Regions from separate parts of the Zea mays genome. Here region 2 is linked to region 1. A link is a contact called in public Hi-C data. All regions are on one chromosome and are shown on one strand. The core of a region is the stretch at or near the end of the contact, and the rest is flanking DNA. Distances in the headings are between cores, read along the strand shown.

Region 1 (5,102 bases), core at 2,339-4,838:
TCTTCTGAAGTGGTTGCTCATATTTGTGTACCCTGAAGTATCATCACATTATACTCTTGAAACACATGCACATGCACATCAGGCTTCATAGAGAGAAGTTTCGCTGTCTAAGCTTGACTGCTAGCACCATAGTTTTTTGTTCTCTTTGCCTGATCCTGTGTTTGTTTCGTTTTTATGGTCGGACACTTCCCTTCTGCATTTTTGTTCCCATGACTAAAATTTATCCATAGGCTGATGTTTCATTTTAGAAAGCTTTCACGGTTAAATACTCTAATCCTGTTATATACTTGTGTGGATGTCCCTGAAGCAGCATTTTTCTCCCCAGATGTTAACCTTAGAAATCTTGCACGTTTGCAGGCAAATAGACGAATACACGCATCTCATCGCAAGCATAAAAGCACAGATCAAGTTGGTACGTACAATGCATATTATAATTGTCTAGGTGTTCCATTATGTCGTAAATTATATAATCTACTACTACCTTCCAAGTTATAAAGACGTTTTGGTTGTTTCAGATACATTGCTTTTACTTCGTATTTAGACAGTGTATATTCAAGTGCATAACGAAACAAACTGTAAATCTAGAAAAGGTCGATTTTGAATGTAGGAAGTAAATTATAGTTGCTCCATCCTTTCATACGTCGTTATCTGCTTAAATTCAGATATTACTGTGCCCTACTGCTTAGCTATTGGCATTTTCACACGCAGGTATGTGAAGGTATCCGCGAAGTGCTGCAGCTGCCTGCGGAGAAAGAGTTATCGCCCAGGAATACGTGGTAGAATTTGGTTCTCAATGGAGCAGGGGGTGGTGTTCTTTAAACGTGGTTCCGTTTCAACTCTTGCAGTTGAAATTATTGTGGTGCCGACAGTATTTTAGAGCAGAGAATGAGGTTCCCCTTCGTACAACAATCTCTTCGACGACACCACGTACAACTCATACTGATTTCTATGTATTCATTACGTTGGCATATGGCCTTGCCGATTTGCAGTTTATTTGAGCCTCTTTTCCAAGTTAGGTTGAGCTCACACCACCGGGCCTTCCCTGACCCCGACGCGCGCAGTTGCGCACACTTACCCATTCTCGGCCCACGACAAGTTCTTATAACGATTAATGATCCAGTACATGTGGTCGCCGGCGTTGGCGTCGTACGTGACCACTCGCATAGGCCAGACCACCAAAGGTGTCAATAGAGAATTCCAGAGGTGCTAATTCCTCACTGGATTTGGACACCCTATTCCTATGACTGAGGCATATCCATCTCTATCTTCGTACTCATTATAGGTTTAAGATTCATCTTATAGCTATCTCTATTCAGGTATGGGGTTCCAGTGGACCTTCATCTCTGACAATAAAAACATGATCGCATTATATTTTATATGACATAAATAGCCACATGACATCTAACAATAATACATTAAAAATAAATCTTACATGTAACAAGTAAAAACATTATTTAGTTATGTAAAACATGACACGTTCTAATAATAATAAAAACAAAGTGAAACATTCTAAGAATAGTGACTTATTTAATGTAAGATCATGTCGTATTTGTTACTTTGAATTGAACGTCTAGAGTGGTTAGATGCACCAGTATTCCTGATTTTAATTTCCGATTCCTGACTGTTACCAATGATTTCACGATCGATTATATCATTTACGTGATCATGTTACTTCCTGTTTCGTTTTTCCGATTGTTACCGTTTATGATTTCGGATTAAAATATGGGTTGAAAGTGGTTGAAGGGTTTTCCTGACTGTTTTTGACTGTTTTCATCGCTAGTCGTACTCCAGTCTATAAAAAAAACTATTCCATTGCAAGCATAAAAGCACAATTATCTCCAGTATTCTCACTATTCTAAAAGCCAAAATTTTCTCAATATATAAAGCACGAAATATATACCATACGAACGATGGGACGATGAACTTGCTAAACTTCATGTGAAACTCCACAAAATCATGAAAAATACCGGAAGCACACCTCCCATGGTTATTAAAATTGCTTCTCATTGTTCCCAAACAAGTCATTATAAGTTTCTAAATATCAGCAACCATGATTTCTTCTACCTACAGAGGTCCGGATTATTTTTGAAAAAAATTATAGTATGCTATCAGATTTTATACTATTCCCTGTGTGCCACTAAGTGGTATATAGGTATATTTTGTGTGTATGACATGTGAGACCAGTAGTATACAAAGAACGAGTATATTTTTCAATGGCATATAGAGAATTGACCCATTATTTTTCTCTGTCCGGAGTAATTGGTGTACTGTTGAAGTTTCCCCCCTCTGTCCGCTGAGTCAATAGACCGTTTGGAAACTTAAATCTCATATTCCTAACAGGGATTGGGGAGCTTAACTTTTGCCTCAATCCTTGCCAAGAATTTCGGAGGAGATTTAAGTTTTAATCTCTAGTAGTTTAATTTTGCACTCAATCCTTAGAAATTTTGGAGGAGATTTTAATTTCCAAACTGGCCCTAAATAAGACCCATAGAGGAAGTTAATTGCGGTCTTTTGCAAAGAAATTCAATCGACGCTATGCAAGCAAGTAGAGGGATACGAGGAACACCACGTACGCCGGGTGTATTTATTTGCACAGTAACATACTCCTATATACTAGCACTAGGAGTATACTGCTACTGTACCACGTGGATGGATCATCAGAGACCTCCTCGTTGTTCTCATATGTAGTAGCAGCAGCAGCACTAGTTTTGGTCCTTAACGAGCGCAACGATCTGCGCAGCTGCGTTTTTATCTTTGATGCCAAGATCCTTCATGTCGGGGATCTCAGCGGTCGGGTCGACGGCCCACCTGAAGACGGCTTTCGAGATCCTGTCCCATTTCTGCACCTGCTTCCCCTCCAGCGCCGATATGGTCACCGCTTGCGGCTTCTTGAACCCCTCGTCTACCTTGCGGGACACGGTGAAGAACCGCAGCCCCTCGCATACCATGATCACTAGCTTCGCCAGGTTGCTCTTCTCCTCGGCTTTGGGGTCAGCCGCTGCCTGCAGCAGCAGCAGCTCCTCCTCCTCCTCCGCCGCCTCTGCTAGTGTCGTCGTCGTCTTCTTCGCCAGGTAGTTGACGGCCGTGGTCATTTCGGCACGGCCCATGGTGACGGTCTCCAGGCCCTTACTGCCGATGAGGTCCTGGTACCGGCCGCCAAAGCCGAGCCACTTGGCGTTGTCGTCGAGGAGGTGGGTGTCGCCGTCCTTGCCGAACTCCCACCACACCCCGCCGGGGGTCCTGAAGCCGACCAGGTAGAGGTTGTCCATACGTATGGCGAGCGTGATGGACCTGGTCTTCGTTTTGAGCTCGGTGTAGAACCAGAGCTCGGGGACATTCTTCTCCAGCGGCAGCACGGGCTGGACGATGCCTGTATGGTTGGTGCAGTATTTGATCACGTCTTTCCGGACGGAGGTGATGAAGGCGCTGTAAGGGTAGGCCGTGTCCTCCACGGGGAAGGTTTCGGTGAACTTTGGCACTATATTTTTCTTCTTTGTTTGAGTAATAAGATCACTCAACTCTGGGTTTGGCTCCGCCATTCTCTCTTCTCTTTTTGTATCAACAGCTGAAAGTATGGATGGGTTGCTGGCAATTGGCATTGTGAATTGGCGATGTACTCGTTGCAGATATATGTAGTGGGAGGGTTGGGCATGTAGGTAATTCGATAGGATAAGGATGACTATGGTACGTACTATGTGGTGATGCGTCGGTAGCATTATTTATGCCAATTATTGATTCGCTCACCAAACTTTTAAATGCAGGAATACTGCGAATACAGAATACTCTCTTCAGGCATGGACAACGTGCTTCACGAGGATGCGGTCTGCCAGTCTCCGCGTGCCGTCCAAATTGCCAAGGAAAAAAAATATTTTCGCTCCTTAAACTTTTCACTATGTGTTATTCCGGTCCATAATTTTTTAAAATATGGCAGATCGGTTCTTAATCATTGTTGAGTATTAGTAGGACCGGACATTTTGAACCTGCTAACTAAAACCGAATAGACCGAATTGCTCGGTTTTTGGTTTTTAGGTTTCCGATTTGGTCTATAAATTTCTTTTATTCCGATGTGATCTGTCTCTATATAGTTAGTGAAGGGAAGACCATATATATACACGGCCGGTCCCGAGGTTTCATGGACCCGGGGCGAAACAAAAAATTGAGGCCCTCAAATTTTTTTGAATGGTAAAAGTCTATAATATATATATATATATATATATATATATATATATATATATATATATATATATATATATATATATATATATATATATATATATATATATATACTTTACTAGTACGATGCCCGTGCGTTGCAACAGCACATTATTTTTTTTTAAAAATGTTAGAGCATAATGATTACATGAAAATTAAATGTTCATATTAGACACTGTATGATATCTGGGTATCGACTATAACAATGAACAACTAAAAGTTTAATTGCTCAAGTGCTAAAAAAGTAAGATATAACTATTCAGTGATATATTTTGTACACTGTAAGACCGTTGTCTTAGTGCTCTCAACATACAACTTTCTTTCAAAGTTTCAATGGCTCTTGACTGCCTTTGTTCAATCACCAATGCCTTTTGACATCCTTCTTTCAAAGCTTGATCTGTTCAATCTTGCAGGCACGATCAATAGTAGACGGACAATGTCAAATGTGTGTCATGACATTCTGAGATCATTGTTGCCCAATTCGGGTAGCATCGGCCAAAACATGCGACACAATAAGGATATACAACCTGCAGAAAAAGGGACTCTAAATTTGCAGAGAATAGAAATGCAAAAGCTAAAGTAGAGAAGATACATCAGAAGATATGCCCAACATAAACTTCAGCTCCCAACAGATTCAAATAGTTGTTTGAGATCTTCAGAATAGTTGTTTGAGATTTTCAGAAGATACATTAGAAGATATGCCCCAACATAAACTTCAGCTCCATGAGTAAGAGCAAGAAGCTCAGATACTTCCGTTTTTCATTCTCATCATTCGCATCAACATCGACCATTTTACTTTCATCATTAGCATCAAATTCACACACACCATCAATTTCTTAATCCTCCTCTATCTCTTCATACTCAACCTCCTCCTCGATTTCTTCATACTC
Region 2 (5,168 bases), core at 2,596-5,095, 170 kb after region 1:
ACTATACAACTATACGAAATGCAAATACAGTGATAAAAGCCCACACAACACAAGCACACTGCGCAACAAGTTTATGTTTAGCAGGCTTTAATGGGCCTTAACTAAATAAGTCATACCATACCAATCTGTGGGCTTAAGACCTAGACACGATCCACGCATTATGTCATGCCAACCAAGCCCGACACAGCCAGATGTACACCTATAATAGGGGTCAAGTACATTTTATTTACAGAAATCAATCCTCAAAAAACCACTCAAGTACTTCGTTCCAAAAAGCTACACAAGTAGCTCCCTCCGTCCAAATCAGCATTCAATCGTCAAAAAGCTACTCAAATACTCCCTCTGTTTTAAATAAGACATTTTATCTACAAAAAGCTACATAAATACTCCCTCTGTTTTAGATTACAAGACATCTTTTCTACCTACATATATCAAATGGGCAAAATGTCTTACAACTTGAAATTAGGGGAGTAGCTCTATACACCAGTTTTCTTTCGAGAACATATACCGCAAAGTTACCATAAAGCGGGTTGACAGGTTTTGGCAGAGAAGAAAAAAAATACAAACATCGAGTTAATAGTTGGTTTGGAGCAATTTTCCGTCGAGTCATGTTTGGTACCGCTTCTCTAAAACGATTCTTTATGTAAGTCATAATATTTTCTTCTTTATAGTTTATATTTTGAAGGGGGAAAAAAGAGGAATGGATAACACTAGAACAATGGATGGAGCACAAGCGCGGGTAAACTGCCCACCAGTTTTCGAAACAAGTACAAAAAAAATTACGAGTAAACTGCCATCACCAATACTGGAAGCATGGCAAGAGAAAACAAATAACGAACAAGAAACCTCATGCAATGCATGCAATTCAACCGTCCCAAACAAATTTATTGATAATTAATACTAAACAGTAGGGGCATAAAAGCATAGAAAATACAGGGTCCAGAATGTAACCACATAATGCAGACACGGTGCAACACCCAGCGATCCCTGCACTTGTGTTTGCCATAGCAAAAGCCAGCTCAAGCCAGATGGATGTCTCTGTAGCAATCCTTGATACACTTCTTTTTTCGATTTAGGTTTTGAGATACAGTATTCCAAGGCAGGGAAGTTACTTGGGGCCAACATCCTTCAGCGCGCAGATCTGCTCCTCCCCCATAGCAGACTGGACAGTCACAACAAGATCCTTGCCGCTTTCAAACCCTTCCTTGATCTGAATTACCAAGCATACAAGATGCAGAAGTATTATTTAGTTTGGGCAGCCACTTGAGGTAGATAAATTAACTCTCCAACAGACATAAGTTATGCAGCATACTACTTCCAATCAACATAAATTGTATCCTAGACAACATACAAAGTGCAGGTCATGCATACGTTTCAGTTTTAAAGCAACCAATTTTAGTGCAGTTTCAGCATGTTTTATATGACATGGTTGTTATGTCATATCATTTTTAAAAAGAATGGTAGACAGTCTAAATACATAAGGAATGTCTAGTTCTACAAGGCCCTACTTTCCACATTCCTTATAAGCACCAGATCAATTAACAAACATCAAGGAAGAGAAGCTACCAAGAAAGAACATATGACTAATAAGCTAACAAAGATAACCACCATCTGTAATATTTGGAAGTCAATAAGAAAACCAACAAGACTTAAGATGAAAAATGTTTTCAAACAGACCTGGGCCACAAGAGTCTCATCAGTTGGGAGTCTAAGATCATCCTTAGTGTTGCCATCTGAAGTAAGAAGGCTCACCTGAAACAAATTAAATTAAAATATAAGACTGAAGTTAACATTTATTTCAAAGAAGAATGTAGTTTTAATGATTAGAGGAACATACAAATCCATCCTCTGATATATCAATCAGCTGGTACTCAGTACGGTTCACATGCGGAATCTTAAAAAAATGTCAAACTTGTGAGTGGCGTATGAAGTGAACCATCAAAAGAACTTAGCTTAACACAGAAATTAACTTACATCACAGTTGTGTGACGAAGGAACAATATCTTCGAGCTTTTTCCCGTTGAATATGTCTATGGCAACAAAGTGGCATTTGGCATGGCCATGCTTACCAGTCTTTGAGGTAGAAACCTCCACAACCTGTAGCATAAGTTGTTTTTATCAACCATATTCCGCAAACAAACTCAATAAAACAGCGACGTATGTGCTGCGACTTAAGAGCAATAAAGTTCCAAATAGTTTTAGGGACAGCATCATGAACTGTTGCTGATATATCACTCAAATCCATCAGAAGTTCATAAAATAGAAGGGTTAATAAACAGAAATGAGCTTACTATCACCTTATGATAATACAGTGACAGCCTAAAATAAAATACGGTATGGCAATACCACATAGAAAATTTTCGAGGTTTAGAATTAAAGAAGAGATAACCTGTTTGGTAATTGCAAAACAAGTACGTACTCACATTCTCTTTGTCAATGGATTGCCAGACCAAAAGAAACTTCATTTTGACAACAAACTGGTTTTATTGATAAACAGAAAATATTCAAATATAACTTCCCAATTACAACCCAACTCATTAAAAAATCAATAATAAAGAACAATGTTTTACAATCATTGTGGGGTCAAATCAAAACTCTGTCCAAAATGTAGGGCATATGTTATTTTAGTTTTTTTATTGATTTCAAACATCATTAAACAGCTTATAGCTCCCAAGAAAACATCACACTGAGTCAGCAACATTAAGTTTAGTTGTATGACAGACTGACAAAGATAAAAGTATTTTTATTTTCCTTAAAACACATTATCTGTGTGATCTCTTATTCCCGTTATCTTGGAATAATGGAAATTGGATAACCCTCTGTTGAAACTTAAAATGATAAATTGTCTGATCACTTGGACAATATCACCATAGAACATGGGGTACAAACATTCAGACCATCATCAAAGATAAATAATGAGTACCCTTGAATGTTCAATGACAAGTTTAGAGGAGTAAAGAATTAACTCAACATGCCAACTAGTTTTCCCGCATTGTAAAGGGAAAAATCCAAAAGATCACCCATTTGCTATTTCAGCTACTTATATGGGCAGGGTGCAACCTACTCTGACTAAGGGCATGTTTGGTTCGTGACTAACTGTGCCACACTTTGACTAAGGTTAGTCGCTCGAATTGAAGAACTAACCATAGGCTGAAAAAGTTACCCAAAGTGTGGCAAGTTAGGCAGCAAATCAAACAGGCCTTAAATGTATTTTTTCTGGTCTCCAGAAAGTCAGATCAGATGAACTGTTATTCTGTAAAAGCCTACTTGTAATATAACTCCGGCTGGCAATAGCAAAGTCTCCTTCTAGCCACCAGGTATATCTAGCATCCAAGTCCCACAAATTCCACCTCCATAGATTGGATCAACCCTCAAAACTTAACAGTACTATCACAGTATGACCAAAGACAACTGCATCTCGATATCACCAGTTCACAGCACAACGACACGGGTCAACACTAATCAATGGAATACAGCCGATCCCAAAACTGCGCACACATATACCTTGCAGGGGCGGTTCTTGATGACGATGAAGCCGTTCTTACGGACGGTGCCAGCCTGCTGCGGGTAGGTCTTGGACGCTCCGGCGTCGGCCTTCGATTCGAAGTGGTGCTCCTCCGAGTCCGACATGGCGATCCCTGCAAAAAAAAAAAAGAAACAAACAACAAGATCCGAAAATTAGCCTCGATTCGGATTCCCCGTATTTTAGGAAACAAGAGAAATTACAAATCTGAAACCAGATCAACTGAATTCGGAAGTAAATCTGACGGCGACGGGTCAGAATTTAACCTGGCTTGGCTGGATCAAGAAGGAGGCGGAGGAGCAGGGAGATGGAGAGAGGTGCGGATGGGGATGATAAGTGATAAGCTCGCGGCGAATGCTAGGGTTTCCGCTTTTTATACCGCTAACAGCAGGTGCACCCACCGCTTCCAACCCGAGAGAAGACGGTGTGTTTCACTGACTCTTGGGGCTTGCTGGAAAACGGGCCCGCATGTCGGTTGGACGCCTTCAGGTGCATATGTTGAGCGTATCTGAACCGTCGGTTTTGTCGGGCGATCGGACGCGTGTACGGCTGCAGAGGAAGGCATCTTCTCGCGTTTGAATCACGCTATCGACGGCTGAAAAGCATCTTTCCTCCTCCCTTGGCTCGCCTTCCTTTTTTTTTTCTTTGCTTGCGACCTTGCGTTCCTTTTCTTATCGAAGACTTTTCATTTTCTTTTCAGCGTCACCTTTGCTGATCAGCGATAAGAAAACAATCGTGCGGGAACGTTTTCGAACCTCTTATTCCGATGATCCGATCAGATTGAGAGATTCGTCGTGAGAACGCACTATTCTTGGATTGCAACACCCCCACCTGAAGTTTTCCTTATAGCATCGTAGTATGTGGTTGTAAGTTTAGTATCAATTTTAAAGGTCAGAAAGGCGAAGGCTAGTTTATAATACTTGTTTTAAATATATTAGCATATCTCGTTCAATACACAACCAAGACTCACTATCAGGGTTGATTTGGTGATTAGGGATCTCTAGAGGATCCATGGGAAGAAATCCTCTTGCAATTCAATTTTGAATAGCAAGAGGATTTCTTCCCCTCGAGATCCCCGGTCACCAAATCAGCCCTAATAGTTTTTTATACATCTTATGTGCAGAGCTGGAGCATAAATACAATACACAAAAAAATAATATACAGGCATATACCCGCTGCAATCTTTATATTCTGTTTAGGATAGCTATTTCTCTAGAAAATTTAGTGAAGTTAGTAGAATAGGTCATTAGATGCTCTAAAAATGTGGAGTTGAAATTGTAAGCCTTTAGAATGCATTTAGATAAGTCACTTTATTTATTATGTATATTAAAAATATTCTTAAAACTAATTAAATTGATATAAAATATAGCTTCATACTGGAACTGAAACCTTGAGCCATCCTAAACACCCTCTAGTTGGAGCCAGACCCAGCGAAGTAGCCATTCGATAAGCAAAAGACGAAGTATCCACTAATCAGATTGAAGTTTATAGAAATAGTAAAAATCAGTATGGATTAAAGTCAAGCGAACAACAGATCAAAATCTTTGTTTGCTCGTTTAGCTTTAATACGTACTAATTTATATCAATTCTACAATATTTTTGTTTATATAAATTATAAATGTAACAATCTAAACAATCGACTTTA

What was found. Hi-C and Micro-C count contacts between places; a contact is called where the count stands out from the background.
Region 2: a contact with region 1 is called in a Hi-C map of tassel, with 2.0 times the contacts expected there. The contact joins the promoter of LOC542601 here to the promoter of LOC541814 in region 1. A contact is called at or near these places in 2 of 25 Hi-C or Micro-C datasets (bundle sheath and tassel).

What each region holds. Positions count from the first base shown.
Region 1 is chr7:171,888,388-171,893,489 of Zm-B73-REFERENCE-NAM-5.0, forward strand. It overlaps LOC541814 (ribosome-inactivating protein), which reads right to left and starts at 3,589. Exons shown (of 1, transcript NM_001137489.2): 1 at 2,493-3,589. The coding sequence starts at 3,539. The coding sequence ends at 2,703. It overlaps LOC100284726 (protein UXT), which reads left to right. Exons shown (of 6, transcript NM_001157621.2): 5 at 358-412; 6 at 709-969. The coding sequence ends at 780.
Region 2 is chr7:172,062,739-172,067,906 of Zm-B73-REFERENCE-NAM-5.0, forward strand. It overlaps LOC542601 (eukaryotic translation initiation factor 5A), which reads right to left and starts at 3,846. Exons shown (of 6, transcript NM_001112136.1): 1 at 3,790-3,846; 2 at 3,505-3,638; 3 at 1,975-2,097; 4 at 1,838-1,894; 5 at 1,678-1,752; 6 at 837-1,210. The coding sequence starts at 3,630. The coding sequence ends at 1,109.